Linked DNA regions of Mus musculus: region 1 is linked to region 2. Evidence: chromatin contacts called from public HiChIP or PLAC-seq data. All regions are on one chromosome and are shown on one strand. The core of a region is the stretch at or near the end of the contact, and the rest is flanking DNA. Distances in the headings are between cores, read along the strand shown. Region 1 holds the start of Notch3 (notch 3). Region 2 overlaps Notch3 (notch 3).

Region 1 (4,252 bases), core at 606-3,105, 36 kb before region 2:
GTCCACAAAGAAGCTATAAGGGATGTTATTCGGAATAACCATAAAACTTTGAGTAGAAACTTGGGTGAGGACTGGAGATGTGGTTACATGGTAGAGTGTCTCCCTTACACACTGGAAACCCCAGGTTCTGGCCCCAGCATCACAAAAATCAGGCATGGAAGCTCATACCCTTAATCCTAGCACTGGGAGGCAAAGCCAGGAAGACTGGGACTTCTAGGTCATTCTGGTTTCAGTAAGTTCAAGGCCAGTCTGGGTTGCACGAGACTCTGCCTGAAAAGGAGAAGCCCCCAAAGTAGGACAACAACGAAGTGGGCCTGAAAGACTGTTCAGTTGTTAAGAGAGCAGCAGCAGCAGCAGGAGGATCTGATTTCAGATTCCAGTTGTCTCATGTAACAAGCTGGCTATTCCACAAATGACCATAACTCCAGCTTTGAGGGGTGCAGTGCCTTCCCTGGTCTCTGCATATGCAGGTACTCACACTAGTGCACACACACACACACACACACACACACACACACACACACACACACACAGAGAAACACACACACACAAATAAATCTTTAAAAAGTGTATCCGTGACTGTCCTGGAATTTGCTAGGTAGACCAGGCTGGCTTTGAATTCACAGATCTATCTGCCTTTGCCTCTGGAGACCGTGTGAACCATGACATCTTCCCCAATTAACAAAAATACACTTATTTATTATGTAGCCAGTTGGGGGGGGGGGCGCGGCAGGGAGGGGAGATGGGCCCTCTACAATGTAGAGATCAGAGGACAACTTGTGGAAGTTGTTCTCTCCTCCCACTACAGGAGTGTCTGTGTATGCCCTTCCAGGATTATATGGGTCCTCTGTTTCAGTCCTTTGGTCTCCTAGTGATGGAGATGTTCAAGAACGGCACCCTTCACCCGACTCCTGAGATTTCCCCTGAATGCACCTCTAGAGCTTCCATTCTCACTTCACACAGAGGGAGTGTTCAGAGCCTTTGCAGGTCTCCTGGATGTAAAACTCAGTGAATGGCAACGAAATGATAGGCCTCATGGTAAAACCATGTAGAGTGTGGGATGTGCTAGGAGCTGGTGTGGATTTTTTTTACAAAGTATTTTATCTTATTTCTTGCGCACATAAGCGTGTGTGTGTGTGTGTGTGTGTGTGTGTGTGCGCGCGCGTGCGTGCAAGCATTCGAGCACAGTGTGTGTAGGAGTGCATGTGTATCACGGGGTACATGTGGCAGTCAGAAGACAATGTATGTGTTGGTTTTTTTATTTTAGCATGGGAGGCCCAGGAATTGAACTCGGGTGTCTGTGATTGGCAGCAAGCACCTTTCCCTCTTCGGTAGACCTTTGTGATCTTCACATTGTAGGAGAGCTGCACACAGGTACATGAGACTCATATCCACGAAACCCCTGGCCAGATTGTAAATGCTGCCCGCCCGGGTTTGTGGCGCAGTTGGAGCCTGAGTTTTGAGGTGATTGATGTTTAGTGTCCCCATGAAACTTCTATATGGTTTGCATGGGTGCGGCTACTTTTGTTCATTGGCCTCTCTACACCCAGGTTTAGAGGGTTTGGAGTCAGGGGTGTTTGCGTTTGTGTCATGACTGTGTGTGTGAGCCCTGGCTTTGGTTGTGTGCTGGAGGATAAGGATGGATGTGCTCACGAGCTGGATACCTGTCACGTCACGCAGGTTAAGCCCGCATCTCTTGTGGCAGACCTGAGTGTACCGAGGTCTGCAAGTCCCAGGCTTGGCGGGTAGAAGGGTCGGACCCCAGGAGGCCGGGCAGGGGGCGGGGGCGCTCAGAGCCGGCCCCGGGGCGGGGCGAGCCGCCCAGGCCTGGGGGCGGGGCAGCCCGACAGCCTCACTTCGGCGAAGTTGGCGGCGCGGAGGCTGGCCCGGGACGTGCCCGGAGCCCTGGGAAAGAGGGAGGAGGGAGGAGGGAGGGTCGTGGCCGGCCGCCATGGGGCTGGGGGCCCGGGGCCGCCGCCGCCGTCGTCGCCTGATGGCCTTGCCACCGCCACCACCGCCCATGCGGGCGCTGCCCCTGCTGCTGCTGCTAGCGGGGCTGGGGGCTGCAGGTGAGGGATCAGGGACTCGGAGGGTGGGACTGGGGTTGCAGGGGCGGGGAAGCAAAAAAAAAAAAGTATATATATATATATATATATTCTCCTAAGTTTGGAATTTAGAGGACCTGCCCCCCCAGGATTAAAGCCGGGGCAGAGATGCAGCAGCTGGGGGTGTGTATCAGTCATGGGGTTCGCACAGATTCATGATGGGAAGGCAGGATCCTAGAGGCCCAAGGAATCGAGACCCTTGAATGAATCAAGAGTCCAAGAGTAGGAGCTGGAGTTGTGGGAATCTGGGGCTGAAATTCGGAAGCGAGGTGTACCAAAAGTTTCAGGCTCACCCCATCCTACTTCTGCCTGGAGTCCTGGGAAGGTTAGGATGGGGGCTCAAGGACCCCCCAAGGCCTAGGACCCCTTGCACAAAAGCGCCTCCCCTATCCCGGGCGGGCCGTGAAGGGGGGGGGGGGACAAGGAGGGGGCGCGGAGTTCTCGGAGCTCTGAACTCGGAGAAAACGTCTCATGTTGGAGAGCTGCAAGACCCGGCGCTGGAGCGCGAGAAGCAGGAGCTGGAGCCCTTGCGAAGCCCGCGCCCCCTCCCCCGCGTGCCGCCCGATCCCTCTTCAGGCCGCCGGGATCCCGTAGTCTCGGGACCCCGTCTCTGTGCCGGGAGGAGAAGGGGCGAGGTCCACGTGCTCATCTCCAGCTTCTGGGCCCCCATCCCTGTGGCCGCAGCCCCTCCCCAGCATGCCTGGGCCCCCCTCCCCTCTTCCTCCACTCTGAGCTCCCCTCCCCCGCTCGGGACAATGGCTTCGCCGTCTAGACACCCCCTCCCCCCGGCCGGCCTCACGCTTTCTTTGCCAGACAAAGCGGGACCCACGAAGGGCCAGAGCGGGGACTGAGGGGGCGCCCCCACCCCTGCCCCGGGAGGCCTGATCAGCGGGGGAGGGGCATAGGCAGTTGGCTGTGGCCAGGGGTTCTAGGGCTCCTATGGTGGGACTCAGTGCTGGGCCGGGTGAGAGTTGCATAGAGAGTGGCTTAGCCTCTAGGCTCTACTAGGCAGGACTGGGCAGGAGCCACCGCCCCCGCGGGGCCAGTGCAGACTCATGGCCTGTCACACATAGAAAGGGAAAAAAATGCATGTGCACAGGTTTAGTACAGCCATAGATGCACACTTGGCACACACAAGACACACCTATGTGTTTGCTGCTCACATGTTGATGTGCATTCAGGCATAGGTCACCCAAGACCTGCTAGGCATTCATGTTCAAGGTCACATTTATAGCTGCCAATCCATGACCCAGACAAGCACACCAGTGGCCACACAGCTGTATGCTTGAATACTGCTGTTCATATAGATGGATGCACAGTGCATGCAGCTCGTGTGCACATGGTGTACAAGGCTATGCTGTTTGAAGATACCAGCATGGTACCAAGCACATGCACTATTAGTCACTATTAGTAATATAGTGGCCTAATACACAGACTGTCACACAAACTCACAGGCATATGTACACACACACACACACACACACAGAGCTCACATGGTTGTGTTCTCCCCCCCCCCCATACAGCTTCTAGTGTGATGTCACAAAATTGAATAGGTCCTTCATTCTTAACTCATCCTTTTACTGTCTCTGTTTTTTTTTTTTTTTTTTTTTTTTTTTTTTTTTTGGTTGGTTTCTCCTTTCAGTTTCTGTCTGTCCCTATTTCTCAATTCTCCCCCAATCTCCTTTCCTTCTCTCTCTGAGGAACAAAACTTCTACAGGGGCCCACACCTGTCTGAGCACATAATTCTCCACCAGCTCAGACCTGGCCACACCTCTCACCATCTGGCAAGACTGCCACACCCAAAGTGGGATACAACCCTGAGGGATGGGGACACTGGACAGGGCAGCACATATCTTGCACCAGTTCTCTCCCTTACACTCCATAGCCTATCCATCTAGTACCCAAAACCACCTCTCTATGGCTGCTGTTGGTTCCTCCTAGGTGTACGCTTTGCCTACTCTTTCAAGAGCTAGCAGGGACTACAGTAGACACAGGCTCAACACTGCCTGCCTTCTCCATCTACCCAAGACATGGGCTTGAAGCTGCAGATCCCCTTTAACACTCAGCATCTTTACTTCCTACTCTGTGCCTTTTCTCTGTTGTGCACATCCTAGTCAAGGCAACTTCCTGAGCCCACACATCTGGCA
Region 2 (4,660 bases), core at 1,867-4,366:
GCTTCCTGGAATCGCTTTTGCGGTCCATCATGTAATCTTCGTGGGGTGGCTTTGCAGTTGGGAGAATTTACCTCTGTCTGTGGCGCTGTGTGTCACAGTGCCCCTGACATTTGCCCCAGGAAGACCCCTATGCCTGTGACACACTACTGGTTCCTGCAGATGGCTTCACCCCACTTATGCTGGCCTCCTTCTGTGGGGGAGCCCTGGAGCCGATGCCAGCTGAGGAGGATGAGGCGGATGACACATCAGCCAGCATTATCTCAGATCTGATCTGTCAAGGGGCCCAGCTCGGGGCACGGACTGACCGCACTGGCGAGACCGCCCTGCATTTGGCTGCCCGCTATGCTAGAGCGGATGCAGCCAAGCGTCTCCTGGATGCTGGGGCGGACACCAACGCCCAGGATCATTCGGGCCGCACCCCCCTGCACACCGCAGTGACAGCTGATGCCCAGGGTGTCTTCCAGGTGAGACAGGCCTGTCTCTTCAGACTGCAGAGCTGCTGGGAGGGGATCAGACACACCTAGATTGGAGCCCCGGTCTGTCTTGCAAGGCTTTTGTCATTTGGAAATAGGAATAGGTAGTATCTCACCTAGATTTCCCGCCGGCCCCCCCCCCCCCCCCCCAGGACAGGGTTTCTGTATAGTCCTGGCTGTGCTAGAACTCACTCCAATAAACCAGGCTGGCCTCGAACTCAGAAAGATCCACTTGCCTCTGCCTCTGGAGTGCTAGGATTAAAGGCATGCACCACTAACACTGGATAGAATTTTTTTCTTTTTTAATTTTATTAATATATGTAAGTACACTGTAGCTGTCTTCAGACACTCCAGAAGAGGGAGTCAGAACTTGTTGCAGATGGTTGTAAGCCACCATGTGGTTGCTGGGATTTGAACTCTGGACCTTCGGAAGAGCAGTCGGGTGCTCTTACCCACTGAGCCATCTCACCAGCCCTGGATAGAATTTTTTAAAAAGTATCATTAAAATTACATTTATTTGGTGTGTGTGTGTATGTTATGCTGATTGGTTTGTGTTTGTTTGTGTGGCATATGTGTACCTGGGTATGTACATTGCCCAGCTTGCTGAAGCTAGAGGAGGCTGTTGATTGTTCTGCTCTATCGTGCTCCACCCAATCTTTTGAGACAGAGCCCATCAGCGAGCCTGGAGTTGAGCTGGTGTCCAGAAAGCTCTCTTGATCCTCTTGTCTTCTTCCCCACAGCCCTGGGGCACACATGACCAAGACTGGCTTTTTAGGTGGACTTTGGGCTCTGACGTCAGGTGCTTGTCCCCTGAGCCATCTCCCTGTCCTTCCATATCATACTGTTACTTAAATCCATTTTGAATGAGCATATTTTTTGATTTATAATGTGCTTAGCAGGAATAGCACCTCATTTTAAGTCAGGAGATATCTGTAGCTCCTGGGTTCCAAAGCTGTGGCATTTGGGGTTCAGGGTGTGGTATACTCCTCCCTTGGCATAATGTCCTGCCATGGCTTTTGTCGTCGTTAGATTCTCATCAGGAACCGCTCCACTGACCTGGATGCCCGAATGGCAGATGGCTCTACTGCACTGATCCTGGCAGCCCGCCTGGCAGTGGAGGGCATGGTGGAAGAGCTCATCGCCAGCCATGCCGATGTCAATGCAGTGGATGAGCTTGGTAAGTGCTGCGGAGGGGATGGGGAGGGGCTGTGGTGCCACTGCCCTCTTAATGTGAAGTCACACCTACGTTGACAGCAAGGTGTGCACGCCAGGGCTCCCAAACGGATGGAACAGGACCCACAGAGTGTTCTGGTTCAGAAAAGATGTAGACTCCCTTCTCCTCCCCTCCCTTCCCTTTTTCTTCCACTCCCTTCCTTTCCCCTCCCCCATCTCCTAGACCCCATCCCCCACTTTCACATTATGATACTCCTCTTCCTCCCCTTCCTCCCGGGCTTCCTTCTAGAGTCCAAATCGTTGATCAAACCCAAAGTGCTTGTCTTTGAGTCTGACTTATTTCACTTACTGTGATGATCTCCAGTTCTATTCATTTCTTGAAGATTGTTTAATTTGGCTCCCCCGACTTTTGAGACAGGGTCTCATGCAAGCTAGGCTCGCCTCCAACTTACTGTGTAGTCAACGACCTTGAAATCTGGACCCTCCTGCCTCTGTTTCCCAAGTTAGGCATTCGTCATCACATCCAGCCCAATTTCTTTCTTTGTTTTGGTTGAGTAGCATTCTGTTGTATGCAGTGTGGGTGGGCACCTAGGCTGAGCAACTCCATTGTATGCAGTGTGGGTGGGCACTTAGGCTGACTCCATAGTGTACCGGCTTCGAATAGCAATGTGGATGCCACAGTTCGCATGGGCATGCAGACATCTCTTATTGTATGCTGACTCAGCCCTCAAGTATAGACCCAGGGGCACAGGAGTGCCATACCTGAACCTAGGGTAGTTCTTTTTTTTTTTTTTTAAGAATTATTTATTTATTATATGCAAGTACACTGTAGCTGTCTTCACACACTCTAGAAGAGCGCGTCAGATCTCATTACGGATGGTTGTGAGCCATCATGTGGTTGCTAGGATTTGAACTCAGGACCTTTGGAAGAGCAGTTACTGCTCTTAACCACTGAGCCATCTCTCCAGCCCCCTAGGGTAGTTCTACATTTAGTTTTTTGAGGACCCTCCATAGCATTCTCTATACTTACTACTTAGCATACTTAGTTACTTTATCATTAATAGGGCATGAAGATCCCTTTCTCTAGTGTTTGTATTCTTTCTTTCTTTTTCCCTTTTTTGGCTGTTTTCATGATTGAAGCCATTCTGGTAGCATCTAAGTACAGTTTTTGTCTGTTTTTATTTTTTTGTTTTGTTTTGTTTTCAGACAGGGTTACTCTGTGTAGCCCTGGCTGGCCATGGAACTCACACTGTAGACCAGGCTGGCCTTGAACTCAGAAATCTGCCTGCCTCTGCCTCCTGAGTGCTGGGATCAAAGGCCGGGATCACCACCACGCCCGGCTGAGACCCTCTTTTTCTGCCAGGCACAGAAAGGCCACCTTTTGCCTTCCTGCCCAGCTATAGGCTATTCAGCTCTTTATTTAACCAATCAGGAGACGATGGAGAACATTGTTTTACAAAATACCAAGTTAGACCAAAGTCTGGACTGTAACCAGATCTCTGGGAACAGAAATCAGCATCTGAATACACAGTGCACAAAACCACCCCCCAACGGGACTTCATCGCCAACTGGGGGTAAACGCTCATGCTTTGCCCACACTGACCAAGCACACGAGCTTGCTTCTTAGTGTGCTGTCTAGATGCTTTGTTAAGGAAACGGACTCTCCTGCTACCTGCTAGACAGTGGGATAAACTTGCATGTGGTGATCTGTGGGGGCAGCTGCCTGGTAGTGGCCTGCTTGGCTTGGGTATGTCATGAGCAAGGGTCACAGCAAGGGTTCTTGTATTCACAGGCCGCACAGCTGTAGACACTCTAAGACACTTACACACATTTGTTTGACGTACCCTTGGTTCTCAACTTCATCAGCATTGACATCTATGGTTGGGTAATTCTTGGTCTGCGTGTTGGATGAAGGTCTGGGCTGTGCACTCCGGCCTGTGGGGCAGCATCCCACCAGGAGCATCCCATCTCTACAATGTTACTGAGTATAGTGGGCTTCTTCCCTGGGTGGGCCTTTGTTTCAACAACAAAAGGATTTAGAAATGGTCTCAGAAGGAAGCTCAAACACAGTTAGACTAGAGTTTGATAGCAAAGCAACAGATCAAGCAAGCTGTCAGTCTCTCTGGAATAGAGAGATGGAGAAGATGCATTCATGTCTTTTGAGCTGTGGCTGGAAAGCCGCAGCCTGGTGGGAGCTGGGGGAGAGGTGAGCTTCCGAGGACAAGTGCGAGCTCATGTCCTGGCTTTAGCCAGGATCTGAAAGAAAAGGAATTGAGAAGAAAGAAAAGGGGTGCGGTGGCCAATGCATTTGCTATGCCAGGGCGAAGACCTGAGTTTGGATCTTCAGAAACCTATGTAAATGCTAAGTGGGTGTGATGGCCACCTGTAATTCCAGACACACACACACACACACACACACACACACACACATACCCCATGTATACACAGAAAAAGAAAAAAATATTCAGAAAAGCTGGCAGGGTGCATAATGGTGGCTCCAATGTGCTGCCTGCCTGATGGATGTCCTGCAAGTAGCTGCTTTGAGGGAGAGGCTCCTAGGAAGGGAAAATACAATATGTCATTAAGGGGATAATTAGTCCTTCCCTGTCAATAGCATGTCTTTAGGTGACTCAGAGTTTTTGGCGGGACAAAGGCAGACTCTTGGACAGATAATTGACAGACTCTATTGGGATACCTTTAAAAATAGTCTATTTATGTTTACTTTATGTGTAGGGTGTTTCGCCTGCATGTATGTCTGTGCACCCCGTGCATGCAGTGCCCACACAGGCCAGAAGAGGAGAGGGCATCAGATCCTCTGGAACTGGAGTTACAGACCGTTGTGAACTGTTATGTGGGTGCTGGGAACTGAACCTGGGTCTTCTAGAAGATCAGCCAGTACTCTTAACCACTGAACCATCTCCCAGCTCCCCGAATTAACTCTTAAAAGGAGACAGTCATAAGTAGCATGTTGGGTTCCACCAAGGATTGGAACTAGAACTCAGATTCTATTTAAG

The links. HiChIP or PLAC-seq counts read pairs in DNA pulled down with a chosen protein or histone mark.
Region 1: an H3K4me3 HiChIP or PLAC-seq map of embryonic stem cells shows a contact between it and region 2, with 46 read pairs. The contact joins the promoter of Notch3 here to the enhancer-like site in region 2. A contact is called at or near these places in 3 of 39 promoter capture datasets (the 3T3-L1 cell line, embryonic stem cells and trophoblast stem cells), 1 of 15 datasets of contacts at CTCF or cohesin (the NIH/3T3 cell line), 4 of 484 Hi-C or Micro-C datasets (the N1E-115 cell line, cerebral cortex, embryonic stem cells and 1 more), 6 of 115 datasets of contacts at active chromatin or transcription factors (the SCID.adh cell line, embryonic stem cells and microglia) and 2 of 9 other capture datasets (adipose tissue and pancreatic islet).

Annotation. Positions count from the first base shown.
Region 1 is chr17:32,164,493-32,168,744 of GRCm38.p6, reverse strand. It overlaps Notch3 (notch 3), which reads left to right and starts at 1,855. Exons shown (of 33, transcript NM_008716.3): 1 at 1,855-2,069. The coding sequence starts at 1,952.
Region 2 is chr17:32,129,192-32,133,851 of GRCm38.p6, reverse strand. It overlaps Notch3 (notch 3), which reads left to right. Exons shown (of 33, transcript NM_008716.3): 30 at 160-464; 31 at 1,503-1,650. It overlaps Gm38585 (a long non-coding RNA gene), which reads right to left. Exons shown (of 2, transcript XR_876750.3): 2 at 2,360-4,660. Among named protein-coding and RNA genes, the nearest start is that of Gm41568, 8.3 kb to the left of the region's middle. Within about 2 kb of position 3,116, at least 2 of the 459 cell types and tissues checked have an H3K27ac peak or open chromatin away from gene starts, as enhancers often do. A contact at or near this core is called in embryonic stem cells, where this site is marked.